Regions from separate parts of the Mus musculus genome. Here regions 1 and 2 are each linked to region 3. The links are chromatin contacts, called in public HiChIP or PLAC-seq maps. All regions are on one chromosome and are shown on one strand. The core of a region is the stretch at or near the end of the contact, and the rest is flanking DNA. Distances in the headings are between cores, read along the strand shown. Region 1 has its middle 22 kb from the start of Slc16a11. Region 2 holds the start of Slc16a13 (solute carrier family 16 (monocarboxylic acid transporters), member 13). Region 3 has its middle 16 kb from the start of Mgl2.

The links. HiChIP or PLAC-seq counts read pairs in DNA pulled down with a chosen protein or histone mark.
Region 1: a contact with region 3 is called in a BATF HiChIP or PLAC-seq map of CD8 T cells, with 21 read pairs. The contact joins two enhancer-like sites. A contact is called at or near these places in 9 of 39 promoter capture datasets (the HPC-7 cell line, HPC-7-derived erythroid cells, embryonic stem cells and 5 more), 2 of 15 datasets of contacts at CTCF or cohesin (CD8 T cells and the NIH/3T3 cell line), 3 of 484 Hi-C or Micro-C datasets (bone marrow-derived macrophages and macrophages), 4 of 115 datasets of contacts at active chromatin or transcription factors (CD8 T cells, the NIH/3T3 cell line, embryonic fibroblasts and 1 more) and 3 of 9 other capture datasets (adipose tissue, embryonic stem cells and pancreatic islet).
Region 2: a contact with region 3 is called in a BATF HiChIP or PLAC-seq map of CD8 T cells, with 12 read pairs. The contact joins the promoter of Slc16a13 here to the enhancer-like site in region 3. A contact is called at or near these places in 12 of 39 promoter capture datasets (the C10 cell line, the HPC-7 cell line, HPC-7-derived erythroid cells and 8 more), 2 of 15 datasets of contacts at CTCF or cohesin (CD8 T cells and the NIH/3T3 cell line), 2 of 484 Hi-C or Micro-C datasets (both in bone marrow-derived macrophages), 4 of 115 datasets of contacts at active chromatin or transcription factors (CD8 T cells, bone marrow-derived macrophages, craniofacial prominence and 1 more) and 3 of 9 other capture datasets (adipose tissue, liver and pancreatic islet).

The regions. Positions count from the first base shown.
Region 1 is chr11:70,189,303-70,193,776 of GRCm38.p6, forward strand. No RefSeq gene overlaps it. Among named protein-coding and RNA genes, the nearest start is that of Slc16a11, 22 kb to the right of the region's middle. Within about 2 kb of position 3,014, at least 50 of the 459 cell types and tissues checked have an H3K27ac peak or open chromatin away from gene starts, as enhancers often do. A contact at or near this core is called in CD8 T cells and bone marrow-derived macrophages, where this site is marked.
Region 2 is chr11:70,218,064-70,222,252 of GRCm38.p6, forward strand. Slc16a13 (solute carrier family 16 (monocarboxylic acid transporters), member 13) reads right to left here and starts at 2,931. Exons shown (of 4, transcript NM_172371.3): 1 at 2,416-2,931; 2 at 2,132-2,275; 3 at 530-1,267. The coding sequence starts at 2,614.
Region 3 is chr11:70,111,588-70,116,321 of GRCm38.p6, forward strand. No RefSeq gene overlaps it. Among named protein-coding and RNA genes, the nearest start is that of Mgl2, 16 kb to the right of the region's middle. Within about 2 kb of position 3,239, at least 37 of the 459 cell types and tissues checked have an H3K27ac peak or open chromatin away from gene starts, as enhancers often do. A contact at or near this core is called in CD8 T cells, adipose tissue and bone marrow-derived macrophages, where this site is marked.

The sequences.
Region 1 (4,474 bases), core at 1,764-4,263, 77 kb after region 3:
ACATAGGTTCTGAGGAAAGGAATGACACGGGTTAACAGAATCTGAAGGAAATGTATGAATCATTTCAGTAGAAAGGAAGACAAGTCACTCGCTCTGGTGCCACCGGAATTCTTAGGCTTTGAAATGTCGGAATGAGTCATAACTGGTCATGTTTTATAAGTTAAAAAGCACTTCAATTGTGTATTATTCACAGGGTGCATGATTACTTCACGGGGGTGGACAGAAACAATTTATCGCCATTTGACAGACCGGTTGCTGAATAAGAGAGGAAGGCCATTAAACAAAACACAGCAAGTGGTGAGCAACGCCCCGCCCCGCGCGCATGCGCGCAAGATCAGTTTTCTACAGGGTGATTTGCACTGACCGTGGCAAGCTAGCCATTCGTTATGCTTTGGATACTGCTCAAATGTGGTCCCTCAGGGCTCAGGCGTTGGGGGCTTGGGCCCTGAGGTGGGATGACATTTAAGGGGCAATGTCAAGCAGGCGGTAGGTAGGCCATTGAAAGCTCTGGATTCACAAAGAACTAATGCTGTTATGAGACAGTGAGTTGGTTCCTACGGGAGTGGGCGTTAGAAAAGAGCAAGCCTGACCTTTGCATCTCTCTGGTTTCCTGTATCGTCACCACGTGATTGCTCTCGCACGCGATCACACCACCCTGCGCTCATCTGTCACGGATCCTTCTGGAAAACGCAGCCAGTAGCAGCCCTTTGCCCTTCAGCCTCTAAAGCCATGAGCTAAGTAGGACTCTTGAATTTATAAAATTCCCTGGCTCATATACCTTTTAAAGCAAAAGAAAATGGATGGATTCACTCTCTCTTTAGAACACTAAGGGATAGCTACAACCATTAACATCAGCCGAGTCTAAAGAGTACACACATACCCTAAACATACCTAAGCATGGAGAACTGAAACTAAGAATGGAGAGAGAATGTTTCAGAAAGTCACATAGGACACATATAAACTAAGTAGCTTTTAACCTTGGTTAAAAAAAAATTGTAATCATATCTGTTGCAAAAAATCAAAACCCCCTAAAACCCATTGTTTCTTTGTATCAGCAAAGCTCAGCAAAGAGGCTGAGCTCTCCTCCTCTTTTTCTTCCTTCCTTCTTTCCTTCCTTCCTTCCTTCCTTCCTTCCTTCCTTCCTTCCTTCCTTCCTTCCTTCCTTTTTCTTTTCAAGACAGGGTTTCTTTGTGCAGCCCTGGCTATCCTGGAACTCACTCTGTAGACCAGGCTGTCCTTGAACTCAGAAATCTGCCTGCCTCTGCCTACCAAGTGCTGGGATTAAAGGCGTGCGCCACCATGCCCCGAGCTCTCCTCCTCTTGAGGCTCTGCTGACTGCAATGAGACCACAAGAACAGAAGTGATCTCTTTGCCCTTTGGCTACCTCTGTTCATCTCAAAAACATTTCCTGTTCCGCCTCACTGCTATGGAGTCCACACTGAGGTCTTAATCCAATTCTCAGTATAGGTTGGAATCCTTCCCTTTTGTTTTCGCTGTCCTCTGCCACCACACACACAGCAGGATTTTCCTTTTCTTAATTATTTAATTTTGTGCACCTGAACATTTTGCCTGTAGGTGTGTGTACTGTGTGCATGCCGGTGACTGCGGAGATCAGAAATCCCTGGAACTGAGGTTGCAATGAGCCTTCATGTAGATTCTGGGAATTAGATCTGGGTCTTCTGCAAGAGCAGCAAGGGCTCTAAACCACGGAGCCATCTCTCTTCTTTAAAGGTCATGTCATGTCCATCACTCTTACCAAAGTCAGAGGGAAAGCCAGGCATGGTGGTGGTGCACTTCTTTAATCCCAGCTCTCAGGAGGCAGAGGCAAGAGGATCTCTGAATTAGAGGCCAGCTTGGTCTATATTATGAGCTCCAGGACAGCCAGGACTACATAAAGAGACCCCATCTCAGGAAAAAAAAAAGGGGGGGGGTGGCAAAGAAAAATTACGTTTCATACAGTCTGAGTTTTCCTATTTGATGCTCACACTAGCTTCCGTGCCTGGAGTTGGAAGCCGGTTCTCCCGACTTTGTAACAGCCAGACCATGCCTTTTATGAATGTCAGCATAGGAAGCAATGAGTCACACTCTGGATCTTCCATTTAGAACCAGAGGAGGCCCCACTCCTCTAAGCAGAAGTGATCCACTGCACGCATGCTCACAGCCCTCTCCTTGGCTACCATGGGCATGTGGCCCCACTAGTCCACCAGAGCGAGCCTGCTCACCTTTTTGACAATGACCTCTAGCTCACATTTTCAAGTTTTATTCTATTTACTTATATAATGTGTTTATTTTTATTCTCTCTAAAATTCAAGTCACTAAATTCCACGTGGGCCTCATTCTGCCACTTCTTATTGCTGATTTGTCTTGCCTAGTCTTGTGTGTGTTGTGTGTGTGTGTGTATGGAGAGACAGAGAGAGAGAGTCAGAGACAGAGACACAGAGACAGAGACACAGAGAGAGCATTGTGCGTTTCTGAGCTGTAAACGCTTGGTTCTAGAAATCTGTCTCTTTAAAAGTTGTCAAGAAAGCTTTGATGGAATCTTCCTCCAGAGAGGGCTCATGCTTGCTTCAGCCGGTGCCTGGGACCTGTCCAATCTGGCAGGACCTTACTATAGATGCTCTGCCATGGGTATCTGGGATCTCAGATGTGTCAGATGGGTGGGCCCTGATCTGATTTGGAGTGGGCATTTCCAGTTATGTAGTCACTGCTGTTGCTGCTGCTGCTGCTGTTGCTGTTTTTTGAGATAGTTTCTCTATGTTACCCTGGCTGGCCTGGAACTTATGTGGACCCAGGTGGCCTCAAATTCACTGAGATCCACCTACCACTCCGTCTCCCAAGCGCTGGGGTTAAAGCACGTGTCTCCACACCCGGCACTAGTTCTGAATTTTTATGATATGGCTTGTCTTTCTCTGCCCAGTGGTGGGGATAAGGCAAACAGGTTTCTTTTGCCCACTCTGTAGTCATTTCTGAACTTTCTATCATCAGCCAGCCTCCATCTTGTCTTTCATAAGCCACATGGGAATGCCCTTGGCTCCACTGTGTTCGTGGGCTCTTATGCCCCAGCCTCTGTGGCTTGTGATTCATGCTTTAGACAAAAAAAAAAAAAAAAAAAAAAAAAAAAATCCCACTGCTTTCTTTATAGCTGAGTTGCTAACTTAAACGGCACTTTTCTTTCTTTTTAACCTACCTTAGGTAGTTCTGCAGTAGGAGGGTTCCAAGAAAGTTAGTTGTCCTGTTGTTAGCATAGGGAATTAAAGGTACTGTTTTACGCGTACAGGGCTTGTATTCAGCCATCTTGTAAAATTTTATTAATTCTGCTATTTTATACTATATATATATATATATATATATAGATTAGTTTATGTACCTTATATTTTTATATTTCCTAGGTGTGTAGTCTATAATTATGTATTTTTATACTTACTAGAATTTCTAGAAATTGTTGATGAATAGAAGGTATGTGGAGCATCGTGCTTATTTTTTATTTAAGTTCAGTAGATTTGGTAATTTCTTCTTTTTAAGGAAATTACCTCTATTGATTTAACAAATTTCCTAATAGACCTAGTTTAGTTAGTTCTATTCTTTCTTACTAAAAAATTTCCTTAAAAATTCATTATTTTATTTTATGCGTGTGTCTTGCCTGCATGTATATCTATGGATCACACATGTGTAGTGCCCATGGAGGCAGACGAGGCCGCAGATCCCCTGGCACTGAGCTGGAGTTACAGATGATTATGAGCTGTGAGGTGGGTGCTGGGACTGAACTTGTGTCCTTCCCAAGAGCAACCAGCAGTCTTAGCCACTGCATTCTCTCTCCAGCCCCTTGTTCTTTTAATCAGACCATGGCTGCTGAAACCCATTCAGCACCTCAGAATTTATTGGTTTGGCGCTACATCTAATTTTAAAACAAGTCTTGCTGTTTATCCTTCAACTCCGGTCCTAACTATCAAGGCTGAAGCTGAGGGTACTGGAGGGGGAACCCCAAGGATGACCAGTGTTAATATGATGAAGGATTCTGAGTTGCTGGTTAAGGAATTAGGACTCTGTACTAAGGGCAGAACTGACTACTGAAAAACTCACTTTGTGGCAGTAAAGAGTTTGGACTGTAGAGTCCGGCTGGAGGCCAAGAGACCATTGGGAATGTGGCTGTTGTTGTCTAGGCCAGGAAGAGACACATTATGGTTGCTACATTGTTGCCCATTTCCTGCCTCTGAGGTCAGGTTCTTCCTAATACAACAGTTACTTAAGACTCTGGATGTGTGTGTGTCGGGAGAGGGCAGAGTTGGTCATTTATTATCAGAGAAAACAAATCACGTTAATAATAACAAAAGTCCAGGCATGGTGCCACCTGCTTTTGATCTATCACTGAAAAGCCAGAGGCAGATGGATCTGAGTTCCAGACCAGTCAGGCAAGGAAACAGACGGCCAGGAATGTGCTCTTCTCAGGCCGTCTTTCTTTTCAGCTTCTCTGTGT
Region 2 (4,189 bases), core at 1,681-4,180, 110 kb after region 3:
GGTTTCTTAAACAGCCTCCAAAGGTCATTTCAGCTGCCGCCCTTCCTGAAGAAAGGACTCCCAAAGCAGTCTGTAGGTGTTGGTGAGCCATAGGAAGTCAAGCATATCTGTGTGTTTGTTCTGGCAACAGTGGACCTTTTAAGCCTTCAGTTAATAGTTAAGGGGAAGATGTTAAAGATCAGAAGGTTCTGGCATCTTGAGCACAGCGAACTTTAACCAGACGTTTCAGACATTTGGGTAGGGGCCCACTGGGCCAAAGGAAAAGATAAGACACTGACAAGTTAGGCCAAGCCAGGTCTTCTGAAAACCAAGCCTGAAGTTTCACTGTTGTCTTCCCACTCAGACCTTCTTAGACCCAAGTTCTGTCCTCCTGTGAACTCACTTTAGGACTGTTATGATTGGCTATGCAGGCGGTACACTGTTTACATACTAGAGGGCACCATTAACACATACCATTGTGGAACTAGTTCCTTCCCCCAACTAGACAACATGACATCCCCGGCCCAGCTGGCAACCCCACTTCTCTTACCTGATAGAGGAGCCCCCAGCAGCCCGCCGATACTCTCGATCATCTGCACCAGTCCCATACCACAGTAAATCCTTCCAGTCCCCACCAGTTCAGGAAGCACGGAGAAGGCCACTGGGGTCAGGGCTCCTGATGTGAAACCATAGGCCACAGCCAGGACTACCAGGGTTGAGGAAGCCTGAGCAACAGGAAACAGGGCTAGTGACACCCCAGTCAGGGTGGTCCAGAGCATCAGAAGCCTGGCCACAGGCCCTGGGACTGCATCTCCCAGCCAACCAGATGCCACGCGCCCCACGAGGTCAGAAACAGCAGCCACTGAAAGTAGGAAGGCCGCAGGCAGTGGGTCCCAGCCCAGGTCCTGCAGATGGGCCACCAGGTGGACGTATGGAATGAAGAAGCCAGTGTTGATCAGGGTGAGGGCAGCAGTGTATCGGAGGAAGGGACCATGGCGGAGGAGAGAGGTGATCTGGGCCCCAGGGCCACCCACAGCAGCGTCTTCAGTCAGGGAGAGTGGGCGGAGGAGAGCACCACAGGCCATCAGGTGTAGTGAGAGGGCAGACACTAGCAAGAGGGCCCCTCTCCAGGCATAGTTGTTGATCAGCCACTGGAAGAGGGGGGCAAATGCAAAAGAGGAGATGCCCACTCCAGTCAGGGCCAGCCCCATGGCCAGAGATCGACGCTGAGAGAAGTAACGGGAAAGGCAGGCCATGGTCGGAGTGAAGGTCAGGGCCCAGCCAGAGCCTGTCAAAAGGAGAACAAGGCGGGAGGCTGTGGGCTTTGGAGGTGCTCAGAACACCCAGTAATCCCAGCACAACCTTGGAGCAGACTAGCCCCTGCTTTGCACGCCCACAGACCTGGGTGTTCACAGTGCTGGGTTTTAACACTTTCTAGCTGTGTGACTTTGTGTGTTCTGCTTACTCTCCCAGGCTCAACCACCTCATCTGCAAAATGGGGTTAACACACCTTATAACAGTGGGTCCTGACCTTCCTAATGTTTTGACTCTTCAATACATGTTGTGGTGACCCTCCTCCCCCAAACCAGAAGATTATTTTCATTACTACTTCCTAACTGTATTTTTTCTACTGTTACGAATCGTAATGAAAATATCTGAAGTCAGAGCATCTGCTATGTGACCACCCCCCCCCCCCATGAAAGAATTGAGCAACTCTCCCAACGGGATCGCTACCTACGTGTTGAGAACCGCTGCTCTATGGGATCTGGGAAGACAAAAGATAGTGTTCCTAAAGTACCTAACACAGAACTTTGGAATAAGAGCCCCATCTCTACTGTTTTTGGCTACATTAATCTTCCATTGCCCGGGTATGTAAGCATCGAAAGCGTCACTATTAATTTTTTAAGTAAGCAATGATATCTATTTCGGTCTCTACCTAGCGCAATCTTAATAACAACCTCCCTTCTACCCTCCAGTCCGATGGGTTTGGGCTTGTGTTTTCTGGATTATCTCTGACTTAGTCATTCAGTTTAAGAATTCCCTTCAGGGCATAGGTTCTCCCTGAGCCTTTTTGGAAAGAGGTGGAAGAAGGTGAAAAACCCAGAAGCTTGAGATACAGGCCTTAGACTTCTGCCCTTGCCCAGGGTCTCACCTGACAGCAGCCCAATACTCAGGTATAGGTGGGTCAAGGAGGTAGCAAATGAAGCAAGCAGCATCCCCAGCGCAGCCAAGATGCCCCCAGTCATCACCACAGGCCTGGGCCCCAGCTTCGTGCTCAGGGCACTGCCTATTGGGCCTAGGGAATTGGAATGGGTTCTGCGAGGTGGTCTCCGCCACCCTCCCTCAGCATCCTCCCGACCCTTTCCCCTTTCTGGTCCCCAAATTCCCTCTTTTCTCCGAGGGTGGCAGGCCACCGCACCCGGACGCCGCACTCACTCCCAAACTGCTGCACCGCGATCCCTATGGAAGCGATCCAGGAGACTCTGGCTGCCTGCTCCTCAAACGCCGCCACAAATTCCACGAAGAAGACACCGAAGGAACGGAGTACCCCAAACACGAGCGCCGACTGGAAGAACGCTGAGAGCACCACCATCCATCCCCAGCCCCCGTCGGGGGGCTCAGCCCTGCGCACCATTCCGAAAGGAACAAAGGGGCAACTCCTAAGAGCCCCTGCCTGATCTGGGCTTTAAATCGCTCACTTTGGCCCTCCCACCTACCCTGCAGGACGCTCAGCGCTAAGCTGGGGCTGGTAGCTAGGAAGTTACTGATAAAGCATGTGGCGCCTGCGCCTTTCCCCAAGAGGAAGGAGGCCCTATAAACCGGGACCTGCCACCGACACAGGGCCGGGTTAGACCGCAGCTGAGATCCAGACTCCAGCCAGATGATTTCTTTAGTGGTCAGAAAATAAAACCAGGTTCGGGCCACAACCCTAACGAGAGGTAGTCTGGTTGTGGATTATGTTATCTTTGAGGATTTAACACCTGCCTAAGTGGGCCAACATCCAACACTTGGTTCGCCAATTAGGATGCAGGTCTCCAGAGCAGGGGGTGGATCTGGAGGGGCTGGGCGGGGTTTACAGCATTGTTCAGGACCTGCAGTGAGAGAGGGGCGCATGCGTAGGGAGGGGCATGAGGAAGATAGGTCCCACGTGACAAGGGACCTAACCCTGAGGGTTCTGCGGTTCTGCAATCACATTTCCAGACTTGCATCAAAGGGCTGGTTGTGGATAAACTGGTCCTGGCCAGGCAGAAACTCACTTGCTTAGTGAGGGATCCAAAAATTGCCATGCAGCGTGGGTATGAAGGGACAGGTTATGAGGTAAGAGTCAAACTGACAGAGCACCTGGGACGACTAGAAAAGCCCTGAAAATTCTAGACGGCTGAGCCGAGGGCGGCGGAGGAAGAGGGAAGACAGGAACGCGCAGACTGTGATCCTAGCTGCTCGGGAGGCAGAGGCAAGCTCATGGTCAACGTGGGCAATTTAGCTAGACTCCGTCTCAATTTTGTTTTTCTTTGTGTTTTTGTTTTTTACATAATTAAAAGGGGGGTTACAGGACCCATTGAACTGGTCCTGGTTCAATTCCCAGTATTGCTGTTATAAAGCGGGGAGGCGGGGAACGAGGACCGGTGACGACCCGGAGTCCTGGCATTCGTTTCTGTAATGAGAATTATTTTCCTGCCGTTTCCGACCCCACTAGCAGGAAACTAGCAGGTCACTGAGACCAAAAATAACTGAGAAGAGGAAGGGCGGCTGTCACACCACCAGAGTCCCCCATTACCACCTACTTTTTCCTCAGCAGTGCTGGAAGCTTTCTCTTAGCCTTCTAGTACTGGCCACTTCCTAACCAGTTGTTTTGTTTTTTATCTTATGCTGAACACCTTGAGAGAGGCAAGCTATGACCCTGGTCTCTGGAGCAGTCAGCCTCTTATCTAACCAGAGCTCTAGAGGCACTGCCCCCTCACCTCCTGAGAGCAAAGACTTGGGCTTTTCTTTTATGGTACCTCAGGCTCCCCAGGACTCTGACCTTTGAAACCTTGGGCTGGGAATTCATATGCAGAACAATGGGGAAAGAGGCAAACGAGAGGGGGATGGTATAAGAAGTTATGCTTTTAAGAAATCACACTGTAGGGGCTGGAGGGATGGCTCAGCAGTTAAGAGCACTTGCTGTTGTTCTTTCAGAGGAACAAGGTTCAGGTCTTGTCAGCTCCCG
Region 3 (4,734 bases), core at 1,989-4,488:
TCACCCATCTCCACATGATGTCCCCATCCCACTAGACCTCTAAACTCCCAGGGGCCTCTAGTCTCTTGAGGGTTAGATGCATCTTCTCTGACTGAACCCAGACCCAGCAGTCCTCTGCTGTATATGTGTTGGGGGCCTCATATCAGCCGGTGTATGCTGCCTGGTTGGTGGTCCAGTGTTTGAGAGATCTCAGGGGTCCAGGTTAATTGAGACTGCTGGTCGTCCTATAGGGTCACCCTCCTCCTCAGCTTTTTCTAGCTTTTCCCTAATTCAACCACAGGGACCAGCAGTTTCTGTCCATTGATTGAGTGCAGATATCTGCATCTGACTCTTTCAGCTGCTTGTTGGGTCTTTTGGGGGACAGTCATGAAAGGCCCCTTTTTTTGTGAGCGCTCCATAGCCTCAGTAATAGTGTCAGGCCTTGGGACCTCCCCTTGAGCTGGATCCCACTTTGGACCTGTTGATGGGCCTTCTTTTTCTTAGGCTTCTTCTCTCCATTTCCATCCCTGCAGTTCTTTCAGACAGGAATACTTATGGGTCAGAGTTTTGACTGTGGGATGGCAACCCCCTCCCTCACTTGATGCCCTGACTTTCTGCTGGAGGTGGGCTCTACAAGTTCCCTCTTCTCACTATAGGGCATTTCATCTAGGGTCTCTCCTTTTGATTCCTGAGAGTCTCTCACCTCTCAGATCTCTGGTGCATTCTGGAGGGTCCCCCCAATCTCCTACCTCCCGAGGTTGCTTGTTTCCATTCTTTCTGAGAAGGAAAATGCCTCTTAAGCCTGCTTTTTGGTTTCTTTTTTCTTTTCTTGTTGAGTTTTCAGATTTTTTTTAAAAAGTAGGTGTGTGTGTATTTGTGTATGTGAGCCTGTATATGTGTCAATATGTATGTGTATATGAGTATCTATGTGTGTATTGTGTGGGCAAATGTATGTGTGTGTCAGTGTGTATGTGTTGGGATATGTTTGTGGTGTATTGCATGTGAGTGTCCAAGCCACACTTATGGAGGCCAGAACAAGAAACCCGAGTGTTTTCCTATCACACTTTGGCTCCTTGACACAGGGTCTCCCATTGAACCTGATGTTTGCCGTTTTGTTTAGACTGGGTGGCCAGGGAGCTTTGGAGGTCTCTTTACCTGTCTCTGCCCCCCAGTTCTGGAAGTGGCAGGCACACACACAGCCATGGCTATAACTTGGGGCTGGGGATTCATGCTTTCAGGGCAAGCACCCTCTTATTTTTTCCTCCCCCGACCCCCAGGGCAAGAACCCTCAACCACTGAGCCATTCCTAGCTCCAGAAGTCTCTATCTGTTGTAGACACGGAGTCCCTGTTGGGTTTGCAGGCTGCAAATATCTTCTCCAGCCCTATGGCTTGTTTGGTCAGCCTCCCAACAGAAGTCATTTCCCCAAAAGAATGCAGCATAGCTAGTAAGGTCCTGGGCTTGCTTACGGAACTGAGAACAGTGACATGGTCACACAAAGCAGGAGGCTAAATTCTTTTCCTGTTTTTCATAGAAATTTGGTTAGATCTCCACAAAGTGACCATGTATTCTGAAGCTGGAAGCATAGGTGTGTGTGTGTGTGTGTGTGTGTGTGTGTGTGTGTGTGTGTGTGTACTGGCTGGCTTTGTATGTCAACTCGACACAAACTGGAGTTATCACAGAGAAAGGAGCCTCCCTTGAGGAAATGCCTCCATACGATCCAGCTACAAGGCATTTTCTCATTTCGTGATCAAGGTGGGAGGGCCCATTGTGGGTGGTGCCATCCCTGGGCTGGTGGTCATGAGTTCTATAAGAAAGCAAACTGAGCAAGCCAGGGGAAACAAACCAGTAAGAAACATCCCTCTATGGCCTCTGCATCAGCTCCTGCTTCCTGACCTATTTGAGTTCCAGTCCTGACATCCTTTAGTGATGAACAGCAGTATGGAAGTGTAAGCTGAATAAACCTTTTCCTCCCCAACTTGCTTCTTGGTCATGATGTTTTGTGCAGGAATAGAAACCCTGACTAAGACAGTGGTTGTCCTAGGAAGAGGTAAAAGCAAGTACCCCCTGGTGGAGATAATTTCTAGAGAGTTCTTACATATTGTGGGGTAGCCGCCCACTTTTTCCCCCATGGGAAAGGGAAATGCTTTTTCATACCTTCCCTAGCTAGATGGTGGCGCCCCGAAGGACACCTGTGCAGAGACGGCTGTCTGCATGGAGTAAGTCAGGCCTCTCCCCAGAAGGCCTCATGGGAGCCAAGGTGACAATACTGTTGAGGTGCCACAGACTGCCGAGGCTTCAGTGGAACAAGAAATATTTTGTCTTTCTGTTTCTGTTTTGTTTTGAAGCAGGGTCTCACTCTATGGCCTGGGATGGCTTTGAACTTGCACTAAGTTTCATGCCTCAGCCTCTTTGGTGCTGAGATCATAGGCAGTTGCCAGCAGCCCTGCCTCTTAAGGTAAGGCTGTGGTTATGCCTTGGGGTTTTCGTGGTAGCCATAAGGAAAGAGACTCATTTCTGTTTCTTGTCGGGAAAATCTGAAAGCAAATGCCTGGGCAATTGCCTGCCCCACGCACTGGCTGATCAGGCTGCTCTTGGCTGCCTTACAGGGCAAGGATGTCAGAGAACAAGAACTTGGGAGGCTGGAAGCCACATCTCCAATGATTGCCGTCTAGGTAGATTGTCAGAGAGGACTGCAATCAGGGCCAGAGCAAGGTGAACCACCTTCACGCGGCAGAAGAGCCCACAGGTGCTTCGAGAAACGTCTGCAAAGCCTTTTAAAGTTCTGGTTCTGGATGCTTGCTGGGACGGACACTGGCCTCATGTCCTTGGGTCCATGTCTCCTTTGTCCTTGAGGCTCAGTGAGGAGAACAGGAAAAGATGGAAGGGAGAGAGGAACTGTTATCTGACCACCGACCCCTTGCCTTCTGAAACATTCTGGGATGATGACCTTTGAGAGTGACTCATTACGGTGTGCTCTGTGGACTGGCTGTTACGGGTGGGGAGAGGCAGGATGAAGGAAGGGAGGAAGGTCAAGAAAGGTCAAGGGAAGCCGACTGTAAGGTAAGAATTCTGGAGAAAGTGATTCATTAGGAAGTGTTTGTAGGCAATTTCGAACCAAGTGTCACATGGTGATAAGAATGATGAGAACACAGACCACGCTCTGGAGCACTTCCAATTAAGCAGAGGGCACCACACCCATTAGCCTTTGGCTAGCAGCTGTGGTTGGCAAGAGCATAAAATCCTAAGCTAACTTCTGCTCTCTGTGCTCAGATGACGTAGGAGGACAATCAGTCCTCTGTTGAAGAGGCATGGATGCTGGCTGTGAATGAAACCCTGGTGTTGGAGAGATGGCTCAGTGCTGAAGGGTATGAGGACCAGAGTTCATTCCCCAGCCTCCATCTCAGACAGCTCACAAACGCCCAGCTCCAGTGGCCCCGATGCCTCCGGCCTCCCCAGGGAACCTGTACTCACATGCTGCTCACCTCTGAGTACACATAACTGGAAATAGTAAAAAATAAAAAAAAATTAAATTCTACTCAGACCCCACTGTGCATGGAGTGAAAGGATAGGAGGAGTCTGAGCAAAGTCCTTTCTTACCCTGTGAGCTACGGCTCCATCCGTGGTGGAGCCCAACCAAGTTTGTACAAAGCTTTGCTGGGATGTGAGATAGGAAAATCAGCTTTCGGGCTGGAGGGATGGCTCAGCACTTAAGAGCACAAGTTGTTCTTGCAGAAGGCCCGGCCTCAGTTCCCAGCATCCACACAGTGGCTCACAACTGCCTGTGACTCCAGTGCCAAGAGATGGGATGCTCTCTTCTCCCCACAGGCATCTGGCACACGCATGGTGTACAGATACATATGCAGGCAAAACAGTCATACACAGAAAGATAAAAGTATCTTTATTTAAAAAAAATTTTTTTTTAAGTTTGGCTTTAGTCTTAGCTGGACTTCTGAGATCCTGGAATTAAGATTAACCATTGTTGTTGCTCAATATATATGAAAGACACACGTATCAAGTTTACTGGCATGGGTGTGAGTGACAGGTGTGTGAGATGTGGGATCAGAGCAGCCTCCAGTAAGAAACTCTCCTGCCCTGGGCCAGAGCTATCATGGGCCCCGTGGAGCCCTGTCTGTTCAGACCACAGTTTTAGGCTGTGTTAAGTTCAAGTTGGGATACCCTAGAGGCAGACAGTGGTATGCTCACGACAGTTAGTGGTACTTCCAGTTATGGTATTCTCCTCCAGTAACCTCTTGCACTGAGTTTTCAGACTCCTCCCAATATGGAAGTGTGTGCATCAGTCAGGCTTTATAGTTATAGTCTACGCTGGTTAATGTTTATTGTCAGCCTGACACAATCTAGCATCACTTGGATAGAGAAAACATCAGTTGAGGAACTTCCCAGGTCAGACTGGCTTGTGGCCATGTCTTGATTGATGACTGATGTGCGAGGGCTCAGCCTACTGTGGGTGGCACCATCCCTACGCAGGTGGGTCTGTTAATAAGAAAGGTAGAGGAGGGGCTGGGGAGAGGGCTCAGTGGTAAAGAGTGTTGGCTGTGCTTCTAGACATTCAATTCCCAGAACCCACATAGTAGCCCAGCACCAGGGGATCCCGCACCCTTTTCTGGTCTCCTTGGGTACTTCACACAAGTGTTGGGCATACACACATGCAGGCAAACCATCCATGCACATAAAATAAAAATAAATAAATCTAAGGAAGGGAGGGAGGGAGGGAGGGAGCTAGATGAACAGGAGC